Regions from separate parts of the Mus musculus genome. Here region 1 is linked to region 2. Evidence: chromatin contacts called from public HiCAR-type data. All regions are on one chromosome and are shown on one strand. Each heading gives the region's core, a stretch centred on a gene start, on an enhancer-like site or on the middle of the called end of the contact. The rest is flanking DNA. Distances are from core to core; before and after follow the strand shown. Region 1 has its middle 23 kb from the start of Gm46886. Region 2 has its middle 120 kb from the start of Mpdz.

Region 1 (5,562 bases), core at 2,928-5,427, 350 kb after region 2:
GTGGCCGGCTGTCCCCGGCCCACGCAGGGTGCTGCCTCAGCGCCTCTGTGCTTCCGCCTGTTCCAGAAGCTGTCAGGTTCTCTGGCGCACCCTCTCACCTGTTCAGACTAATTTCCTAAGTTCGGCAGGTCCCGGACCAAGATGGTGACCGCTGCTGCTGTGGCTTAGGTCGCCTCCCCAGCCGGGCGGGCACCTGTCCTCCGGTCCGGAAGGTGGCCGGCTGTCCCCGGCCCACCCATAGAGTGTTTTAAAGGCTGTAGTTCAACATGTCCAAAAATGAATAGTTGTTTCCCAATGACAACTCCAAGAATCCAGCAGTTTCTCAATCCCCAAGCCTGGCTGGATGTCTCAGCTGCTCTTCAGTGTCAATCAGAATTCCAAAAAAGTGGGCTTTAATACAGATGAAGCAAGAGTGAAGGCAAATAGGCAAAGAGAAAAGAGTTTCTCTCTTCCTTGTTCTTTATAAAGGCTGTCATAAGAAGGAGTGGCCCAAATCTGGGTGGGTCTTCCTACATCAAATGAGCCAATTAACTAAAAATTTCTGACAGCTGTGCCCAGTGAGTTGAGTTTTTAATTAATTCCAAATTTTTTCAAGTGACATCCAAGAATAGTCATTACACTAGAAGTACCTTTTGCTAATATTTTCTTACAGGGCTTATCTTCTCATGCTATTCCTCATATTTGGCTTTCATGCATCAGAGTTTGTATTGAAATAAAGTTTACAATGTGTCTCTTTTATGTGTCATGGCTGTGATGTTGTCATGACCAAGCTTTTGCAGTTTTTCTATTACATTTTCTTTTAAGTGTTTTCCACTTTACATTCTTGACTATAAGTGTGTGTGTGTGTGTGTGTGTGTGTGTGTGTGTGTGTGTGTGTTACTTCCTACTTCATTCTTTGAGACAGGGTCTCTCACTGCATCTGAAGAATGGTGATTTAACTTGATTAAGTGGCTAGAATTCCTTCTGTCACCATGCACTCATGTCTGAGACCACAAGATGAATTGCAGGCACATGATATTGTTCCTGCACTTCATGTGAGAATTGGGAATCTAGAAAGAACTCTCTATGCATGGGCAGTAAGTACTTTACTGACTGAGCAACAGACCCTGCCTACACTCATTCTCTGTCTCTCTCCATGTCTCTCTGTGTGTCCCTGTCTGTCTGTCTCTGTCTCTCTCTCTCTCTCTGTGCATGTGTGTGTTCGTGTGTGTGTGTGTGTGTGTGTGTGTGTATGTCGTGCACAGGCAGTACTTGGAAAGAACTGGCATTTATTAACAATGATTCTTCCTGGATATGAATATGGAATAGCTCTACATTTATCAGAGGATTTTCACTAGTGTTTTGTTTTGCTTACATTTCAGCGCATAGGTTTTGAATATATTTTGTTAGGTATAATCCAATATACTTCACTTGTGAAATACATGAATAAATTCATTCTTAATTTCGTATCCCATTTGTTAATTACCAGTATATAAGGAAGTTTTGTATTAAGGACTTTTGTATACCAATTCTTGCTTCTACTTACTCTGGGTTTAATGTGATTTTTTTTTAGATTTCTTAGGGTAAAAACTTAAGTAATTGATTTTACATTTTTCTAACATTGGTTACAAGCAACCCAAACCCCTTTTCAAAGCTGAATATGCTTTTCATACTGGTACAAACATTGGAACTTTAGTCAATCTTTATTTTTTTTTATTCGTATTTTAGTTGCCACCTTACTCCTCAAATAATTTAAGTGGTTTATTTTACTTGGAGATTACAGACAACGAACAACAAAAAGATAACATTTTAATGTCTCACAAAATGTAAGTCTCACAGTGTAATACCCCAAATTACCCTGTAATCCCCACCTGCCCAGAATCCAGGCAACTCCCTGGAATGCTGGGAATTACAGTTACTGGGAAATAACAAAGCCTTATGGCAAATTACAGTGGCCTATAAGTTTGTCCTTATACAAGAACATGTTTCTTGAGGCCATTCTCAGGAGGGAAATTCCAAGGAATGGTCCTAACCAAAGTCCATCTCTTGGTGAGTATTTAATATTTAATAAAGCTTGCTTCAAATTTGGCCCAAAATGGTAAAGTTGGTTTTTCTGGCAAATTGCAGAATTAACATAAGATGTCAAACACAGCAAAGTAATACAATACAATACAATACAATACAATACAATACAATTATGTTATGTTATATTATATTATATTATATATTCTATAGTTGATTTTCCCACACTGAGGGTCCTATAATGATGCCACTGTCACTCAGGTGCCTTTACCTGCCTTGGATTTTTATAGATAATGATAATTATCTCTTTGGAATTCATCATCTTTTAGCAAAGGTTTAAATAAGTTAGTTTCCTATATTCCCTTGTCTTCTCTCTTGATCCTTGGTTTAAATCCCCACCCAAAACGTTGTTTTGTATAGTACATCCTACAGCCAGGTTATTTTATTCTTGTACTCATTGAGTTATTAATTGGTCATTGCTAAAGTAGCATCTAAGATATGTAGTAAAATGATATTGATCAAAAATGGTGCATATTTTTCACTTTTAAAATGTTTTGACAATTAGCAAGTCACCAAGATTTCCCACTAACCAGTTTTCTCACTCACAGAATGAGATCAATGGCAAGACATCATAAGTTTGTTATTATAATTAAATTAGTAAGTTAGGGAAGTTAATATTTATGACTTAGCTATGCCATGCTCAGTTTCCTCTTCTACGGAATGAAGATAGCACCTATTTCACATGAGTGTCATTTTGAGAGAGACAATAAAAAATCTATAATCTGTGACTCACAGCTAACCATGAAAGGACTGACGTGTATCTCCTTGAGTCACCGTTTGAAATGTCGCTCACAGACTCATTCTCTGAATGATTGTTCCCTAGCTAGTGACAATGATTTAGGAATAAACAGAAACATTACCAGGTAGTAACTAACTGGAGTAATGAGGCAGTAAAGGTTATATTTGGTTCCCGTCCCCTCTCTTCTCTCTGCTTCTTTCCTGCCATGTGAGTAGCCTCTGCCACATGCTCCAGTCTCTGTGGGGTTCTGCCTTACCATGCATCTACAATCAACAGAGCCAGTGACCATGGACTGAATACTTATGAGCCAAAATTAACTCTTCCTCCATTCAAATTGCTTGTGTCAGGTATTCAGTCACAGTTATTATATGAAGAACCTAACGTCTGAGAGTACAGATATTTAGTACTAATACAAAACGTGAAAGCCTACTACAAATATTTACCTTTTAGAGTTTAATTCCAATAGACTCCAATATAACTCAACTTTTGGACCCAGAGGAATCAGTTGGAAGGGCATAAGGTGAGACAGTGAAGATTTTCTTTGAGGATACAGCTCTACTCTCATAACAAACTCATACGGATGCTTTTCCAAATCCAGAGTGTTTCTCTGCTTTGCATGCCTTTCTACAGTAGTCTTAAACACTGGTTCTAAACTAAAATATCTGCCAGTGAGAATGTCTAGAAACAGATATATAAACTTTCTTCCTATAGAATGAACTACTAGTACCTTAACAAATATTGGAAGCAGTGGCTCATTTCTCTCTCTTCCAATCTTGAGCATTTATATTTCACACCAAAGTTGTCAATATTATCTTGTAATCAGGATTTGATGTCTCTGAGGTCCGTGCCAATCTACTCATCCTCTTGTCTCCAGCACTAGCAGCAAATCCAAGCCAAAAAAGGAAATTATGCTCTATTAATATTTATTAAGTGAATAATATATCCAAATGAACATAAAATGTGGGTTACGAAGAACACCTGATTGGATCCTGATAAGAGTATTACAATTGTATATCATTCCCGTTCCTAACTCAAAGACTGTCGCTCTGTCTCAGATCATTACTGCTTTGTCATTTCCCTGTGTCACAAGTGGCACACGTTAGACTTTTCAAAAGTTCAGTTTGATTGGTTTGCTAAAAGCTAATGAAAGCTTAGCAACAATCTCTTCAAGAAATAAAAGCCCTGGTTTCTGTCATATGTTCCCAACCACAGTATGAATACTGCTGCTATGGCCAATTTTAAGCCACCAAGGTAACATTAATGGTTTCCACAATTCCAGAAAAATGCAGTATTTGGTTCTCACAGCCTGTTCCAACTGGCTTAGGGATACTTGTTTGACTACAAATTTAGAGTTCTTGCCCCTAAGCCAAGGCTGGTTGTCATGTTCCAGTTTTAATGGCTGAAGATCCTACCAATAACGGACTCCAAGACAATCAACTATTGTAGACACTGCCTCTTGGCAGCCTCTCTCTTCCACACTACTTTGCAGCTGGTCATATTACCAACAAATCCACTTAACAGGAATGTTCTTTCTTCCTCTCCTGCTACTTATTTCTGCTTTTAGATAACAAATTAATCAGAATACAGAATATTGAAGTAAATTACTGCCTCCTAACATCCCATTTTTTAATGTAAAGGTATGAAAAACAACACTTTTTGGGAGTTTTTCAGGAATGATGTCTTTGGGCCACTCAGTTGTCTTGAGGTGCAATGACAGTTGATGGCTTGTATTCACGATCAAATAACTCTAATGTTGTGGTACCTGTGGGGAGCTGTTTATCTTCAGTGTTTTCAAGCAGAAAGAAAATGTTTAGAAAACCTCCTAGGTCCCCCAAAGTCTTCTTGGAATTGTTTGAGATGCCTTGGAATGCTAGTGAAATCCACATAGGATGATTACAGGGTGGCTTTCGGCACTGTTAAAAACTCTCACGTTATCCCCGGGGACTTTGCTGTGGAACATGCTGTAACGGGAGTGCAAAGCGGCTAGGTCAACCAAATCGTCTCTCTGCGACTTGGGGATTTCTCGGAGCCAGAAATGTTATCCAAGATTCATCCCTGTGACTGAGGAGAATTGCAGCAGCTGCTCACAGGACATCAGATCTTAATGCAGCATCTATTTAAGCAACGACCTGGATGGCAGATGCTGGATTACAATGACTGGATGCACGTGTGACTGGCTGCAGTGAAATAATGTTTGTTCTCTCTGGCTTCCAAACAACATTTTAAAAAATGTCTGGGAAAACATCATGTCAGAGTCACATAATGGTCAGGGTCAGGAAGAAAGGTGGAATTATTCTGTGTGCTTTTTTGTATACAGTACATGGGCTTTGTTCTCACATAGCTCCAGCCACATGCAATTTAGATGCAAAAAAATTGGTCATGATCTGAAGTGGAAATTTATGGATGAATGTCAAAAGTCTTCCTCCGTGCCTCCGTGATGTTAACAATCTAATTCTCAAGCCTTAAAACATCATGAAGATTTTCTTATTCTTAATTTGTGGTGTTTATAGCACACAGACATTTCCTTGTCTTTTGTAAGATGTCTAGATTTCAGAAAAAATATTAAAATTAAATATCTTTTGCTTTTCAAAAGTTGCTTAAATAGGAACCAGTTGAAAGGAAACGAACTACATCCACACAGCCTTCTAAAAACTTGCTGCTATACATTTTTTGAAAACTCTGATAATGTTTTTCCCTCTGACCTCAGCTACATAGATCAGGATACAAGTGTAAGGAATATGCATGCTAGACACCCAGATGGC
Region 2 (6,003 bases), core at 2,720-5,219:
CTACTTTAGCAGAATGGTCAGGAGATCCCAAACAGAACAAACTGTGTCAGGAAGAAAAGAACCAAGCACCTTTACAGTGTCTGATTAAAAAGAAATTGATTTCTTTGTATATGTGTTCTTCTGTAGTGTGGGGAACAGGACTGTTAATTTTCTTCCAGAATAGACAGAGCCTATGTGAATTTTGTAGACATCTCTATGCAGTTAATAGAATGGACCCAACATTTTCTATGATTTTTAATCCTCTGAAAGGGGATGATTGTTGTTTAGTCTAATCTAGTTAATAATATGGGGTAATAATAAGTTTTTAAGTGTGGTGTGTACAGGGTTTCCTAGCGTTTAAAAAAATTTTTTTTTTACCACCACATCAATGTGTAGGGGATATGTTAGAACTGTAATTCACAGTGAAGAAACTGAAGCAATAGCCATTTAGTAATACAGAGTGACTGGTTAGTGTGGCGTGGTCTCTGGGCGTGCAGGCATACGACATTGTCTTTCACAGATAAGGGACAAAACTGGCTGACATGACGTAAGAAGCATTTTCATTCTTGTCAGCCAGGTACACTGTTCATAACTTACTCTATAGTGGGATGGATTCACTGAAGTGGGTTATTTATTTTCTCAAACTGCTCAGCATGGGAGTGGCATTGTGGTATGGCTGGAAGCATGATTATAAACCTCCTTTTAATATAATATCTGAATCACAATAGGTACAGCTGGAGATTATGTAATCATCTCACTACTATGAGATATAATTTGCATACTAGAGATTTGAATGTTTATAATTGAAATTTGTAGTAAATTTAAGATGAAGAGAAGTTATGCACTGAGGTTTGTGAATCATTTCTGGGTCCAAGAGAGTGATTTGATGAAAGAGGAAATTACAGAATGCAGTCACTATAAAAATGAATATTTTTTATTCATTTTTTATTTTTATTAATATCATTAAAGTGCTCAAATATAATATTGTTGGAAGGCAATTTGTGCATGCAGTATGAGCTTTATTTTAGTATAGAAAACACTAGGTGGTTCTATACTTGTCCATGGATCTGTAATTGGATGGAGAATTTGAAATTTACAATGTGTGTGTGTTCTTTTGTTTGTTTCAGCTTTCTCTTTCTTTCTTTCTTTCTTTCTTTCTTTCTTTCTTTCTTTCTTTCTTTCTTTCTTTCTTTCTTTCCTTCCTTCCTTCCTTCCTTCCTTCCTTCCTTCCTTCCTTCCTCCTTCCTTCCTTCCTTCCTTCCTTTCTTTCTTTTTTTCTTTCTTTCTTTCTTTCTTTCTTTCTTTTGTTTTTTGTTTTTGTTTTTGTTTTTGTTTTTGTTTTTGTTTTTGAGACAGGGTTTCTCTGTATAGCCCTGGCTGTCCTGGAAGTCACTTTGTAGACCAGGCTGGCCTCGAACTCAGAAACCCACCTGCCTCTGCCTCCCAAGTGCTAGAATTAAAGGCATGTGCCACCACCACCTGGCTCAGCTTATTTATTCTTATTTAAATGATTTTAATTAATTTTTTTCAGAATTGTATGCAAGGTATTTTGACCATATTTATACCCCCTGATACTGTCCTTGGCTCCTTCCAGATCTATCTTCCACTTCCCTACCCTGCCTCTTCAACTTCTTGTTCTCTATCTTTATTTAATAACTCTTTGGCCCGTTTTTTTTTTTAATTCTTCTTCTTCTTCTTCTTCTTCTTCTTCTTCTTCTTCTTCTTCTTCTTCTTCTTCTTCTTCTTCTTCTTCTTCTTCTTCTTCCTCTTCCTCCTCTTCCTCTTCCTCTTCCTCTTCCTCTTCCTCTTCTTCTTCTTCTTCTTTTTCTTTATTTATATTTCAAATGTTATCCCCTTTCCTAGGTTCCCCTCCGAAAACCCTTATTCCATCCCCCCTTCCCCTTTCACTAACCCACCCACTCCCACTTCCCTGTTCTGGCATTCTCCTACACTGGGGAAATCAAGCCTTCACAGGACCAAGGGCCTCTCCTCCCAAAAGAAGCTCAAGAAGAAGGAAGAACAAAGCATGGATATTTTGGTCTTTCTTAGAAGGAGGAACAAGATACCCATGGAAGGAGTTACAGAGACAAAGTGTGGAGCAGAGACTGAAGGAAAGTCTATCCATAGACTGCCCAACCTGGGGATCCATCCCATATACAACCACCAAACCCAGACTCTATTGTGGATGCCAACAAGTGCTTGCTGACTGGAGCCTGATATAGCTGTCTCCCGAGGAGCTCCACCAGTGCCTGACACCTGGGGCAACAGCGGTTTCTCTGTCCTGGAACTCACTGTAGACCAGGCTCGCCTTGAACTCAAAAATTCGCCTGCCTCTGCCTCCCAAGTGCTGGGACTATAGGCATGCACCACCATGCCCGGCTTCACTGGCTGTTTTTACTGTCACTTTTAGACTGCCAGCTCTACCACTTGTCACTGTGTTCCCTAGATGCCCTTTGCTTGTCTTCTGGGTAAATTCGGGAGGATCTGAGCATGCATCCTCAGACTGTTGCCAAAGGAAGGAGTGACAGGAGCATTGCTTGCAGTACTGACAAACGTGGCAGCTGTTAAGTTTCTTTCTTTATACTTGTCTGAACTTCTCAGTTTCCTAAAGGAATTTATTTATGTTTCCTTACCATAGAGTAGAAGCAAAAACACAAAATTCTTGCAATACCAGCATGGGGATTCCTTTAACTAGATAATGACCTTGGGAGGGGTCAGGTAATAGGATGATATCCCATGCTCTTTTAATTTTAATGGTACAATGGTGATATAAGGGGTGTCCTACAAGCTAGATCTACATTCAAGGAAAGGATCGGAAGTGAAGATCAAGGACTGCCATCCTAGGACTTGCTGTTTCCAACCCAACAGGCACCCTAGCAATATCCTACATCGCCCTTCTCAGGAGGGTTGACTCTCCACCATGTCCCCATGCTCGTGAGTATCTAAAGAAGAAATAGGAGAAGGAAGGAAAGACACAAGAAAGGAAGAAGGAAGGAGGAAACAAAGTCAAGGATAGAAGGAGTATGAAAGGAAAAATTTGGAAGGAGAAAGGAAGAAGAAATGAAGGATAAAAGGAGAAAGAAACTAGGTTGTAAAAGAGTGGGGAGGAGGAAAGCAAACAAAAAGAAGGAAGAGATGAAGATCAAAAGGAAGGGAAAGATGGAGAAAGGAAAGAGGTAAGACGAAAAGCAGGAGGAAGGCAAAGAGAGATCCAGGAAGTAACAAAAAGGAAGGAAAAAAAGAACCAAAAAGGAAGTAAAAAGGAAGGAAAGAAGAAAGGAAAAGAAAAGGAAAAAGAGAAGGAGAAAAGGAAAAGAGACTTGAGAAAGGATGGCAGGAAAGAGTAAGGACGAAGGATGGGAGAAGAGAAAGGAAAGGAAGGAATAAGGAAGTAAAAGATGGAGGACAAGTAAAGAAGGCAAAGGGGGAAGAGAGGAAAAGAAGATAAAAAGAAGGGAGAGGAGGGAAGCTGCAGGGAGGGAGGGAAGGAGGGAGGGAATGGTGGGAGGGAAGGGCTGACAGAAGGAAAAGGGAGGAGGGTGGCAGACAGGCTTCAGAACTGTTAGCAAGGCATGCCAAAGTGATGTTCTGGAAACTGCAAGAATAGGTCCTAGGGTGGAAAGCCAGGGAGGTGGTGGGAGCTGTGTGAGGCATTGAGGGATTGATAGTGATCATACGGGTGAAAGGGCAATGCCCACATCAAGGCAATGCACAGTAGTGTTTCCTGTCCTTCAGGACTCCGAGGCTCTTTAATGAGTGGAATTGTGAACACAGCTCACTTTTTTCTCCACATCTGTGTTCTACACATCTAGTGTCTTGTATTATGGCATTAAAATATTTCCCAAGCCTTACTGCCCCTTGAAGCCAGTGTCATATTTTAAAGGGGTGAGTGCTTGAATAAATATACACACAGAGGGGAAAGCCCATCTGAGGAGGCAGGTCCAGCCTCCACCCCCACAAATATGCTCAGCGTCTCAATACACAGAGGCTCCCTTCCCAGAATAAATCATTTCCAGGCCCAGGGCTGCATAGAAGTCCCAGTCGGAGAGCACAATTCACAGTGGCTGTCATCACATCCAGAGCATTTCGCAGCTGAAGAGGCTGTTTTAATTATAAGACAGAGCAGTGCTTAGGAAAACCCAGGGAAATGGATGCCATCCGGTAGCAAACATTTTAATAAGAGCTTGTTGGTTTTGAGGCCTTCGTTCTTTGGTTTTTTGATCCTAAGAGGGTCTGACCTTGCTGGAGACATCTGGGAAGAAAACAAGCTCTGAGCAATCTCTGCAGGACTTCTGGACTGCTTTGATATTGGGCTTTTATAATAATGAATGTCTTTCTTTAAGTACCTAATCTTCTACTGGGTTTCCATCTGTATAGTCAACAGATGATATTAGGCCCTTCTTTCTGCCAGGTAGTGGAATATAGACGTGAACAGAATAGTCACCCAGCCTGGATGTGGGTTGTCTTGGTGGAAAGCAACCCATCTTGGGAAACCTTAAATCTGAGCTAGCTACCACAATGGGGGCCTCTCTTTATGTGGAAGAACATGTAAAATGGGTATGGCCTGCTGAGCAACATCAGAGATGGTTTCCACAAGGAAGCGCTGCCTGAGAAAAGGCAAAATGAAGGGAGATGACCTTGAAGGCAAGACTGAAAGACAGGCTTCTAAGGGGTCTATCTGGCAGGAGAAAGCAGAGAGAGAGAGAGAGAGAGAGAGAGAGAGAGAGAGAGAGAGAGAGAGAGAGAGAGAGAGAGAGAGACAGAGAGAGAGACAGAGAGAGAGAGACAGAGAGAGACAGAGAGACAGAGAGAGAGAGACAGAGACAGAAAGACAGAGACAGAGACAGAGACAGAGAGACAGAGAGAGGGAGGGAGGGAGGGAGAGAGGGAGAAAGGGAAAGAGAAGCTCCTGCGGAAGGGGTTCATTCACCAAGACCTGTGGCCACATAGTCTTAACTTAGCAGTGTGAACTAGACAATGCCCTCCCTTTGTAGGGTAGCGCCACAAAGCTAAAAGAGTTTAACTGATTCAAAGCCATGAGCAGGCAGAGATGTCTCCCAGACAAGGCTAGAAGGAAATTTACCCACTTCTGAATCTGAGATTTGAGCTGCTGCCCTCCCTGCACATTTTGTCCAGAGGCAGTTGCCTTTAGAAACCCACGGAAGGACAGTGTCACGCCACACACAGGTTCAGTAGTACATTGGTTCATTCACCTGAGACGTTTTTCTTGTTCATTATGTATGCAGAAATAGTAAGGGTTGTTTCTTATGTACCAGACATCCTATTAGAGTATATTGTAAACTTTATCTCATGAGAATCTCAGTAAACCCCATAGATTAAGTAGAATGCTGTTACCATCCTCTTTCCATGAAAGAAGTAATCCGAGATTAACAAGTTTGAGTGTCCTACCTTAGGTCACACAGTTTAGAAACAGCAGAGAAGACCCTTGAATGGGGTGGGGGAAGAACCTGCCGTAGGAAAAAAGATTCTCTGAAGCTTTGACACAGTTAGGAATGCTTTAGGAAACCACTGTGGTTTCCTAAATTACAACAGAAAGTTTAATACGAAGGGTGGCGATTTAACAGAAATGTTTCTTTCTGGATGATAAAGGTAGCATCTCTCTCTCTCTCTCTCTCTCTCTCTCTCTCTCTCTCTCTCTCTCTCTCTCTGTCTGTGTGTGTATGTATGTATGTATGTATGTATGTATGTATGTATATGCACACACGTGTGCGCGTGCCAGAGTGAGAGAATACAGTTATAAAGGCGAGGAGTTGATGGGAGGAGGTGAGAGTTGAAGAACGCTTCTAATTTAGCAGCCTACAATTTACTAGAAATTTATGGCAACCCTCCCACCACAGACTGGTGGAGGTGAGGGAGGGTCGTCGGGGAAAGCCTGTGCAGTGGAGCCAGAGCATCCACGCAGCAAGCTCAGGCCACTCTGCTCCTTCCTCTGTCAGTAGGAAACGCTTGCTTTGCCTTCTGGTGCCTTCACACCAACATTCCTGACTCTCTCACACCCGCCTC

Evidence for each region. HiCAR-type assays count read pairs that join an accessible place to other places.
Region 1: a contact with region 2 is called in a HiCAR-type map of fibro-adipogenic progenitors, with 8 times the contacts expected there. The contact joins two enhancer-like sites. A contact is called at or near these places in 5 of 484 Hi-C or Micro-C datasets (embryonic fibroblasts, muscle stem cells, myocytes and 2 more) and 3 of 115 datasets of contacts at active chromatin or transcription factors (fibro-adipogenic progenitors, heart atrium and neural progenitor cells).

Annotation. Positions count from the first base shown.
Region 1 is chr4:81,908,679-81,914,240 of GRCm38.p6, forward strand. No RefSeq gene overlaps it. Among named protein-coding and RNA genes, the nearest start is that of Gm46886, 23 kb to the right of the region's middle. Within about 2 kb of position 4,178, at least 16 of the 459 cell types and tissues checked have an H3K27ac peak or open chromatin away from gene starts, as enhancers often do. A contact at or near this core is called in fibro-adipogenic progenitors, where this site is marked.
Region 2 is chr4:81,557,687-81,563,689 of GRCm38.p6, forward strand. No RefSeq gene overlaps it. Among named protein-coding and RNA genes, the nearest start is that of Mpdz, 120 kb to the left of the region's middle. Within about 2 kb of position 3,970, at least 18 of the 459 cell types and tissues checked have an H3K27ac peak or open chromatin away from gene starts, as enhancers often do. A contact at or near this core is called in fibro-adipogenic progenitors, where this site is marked.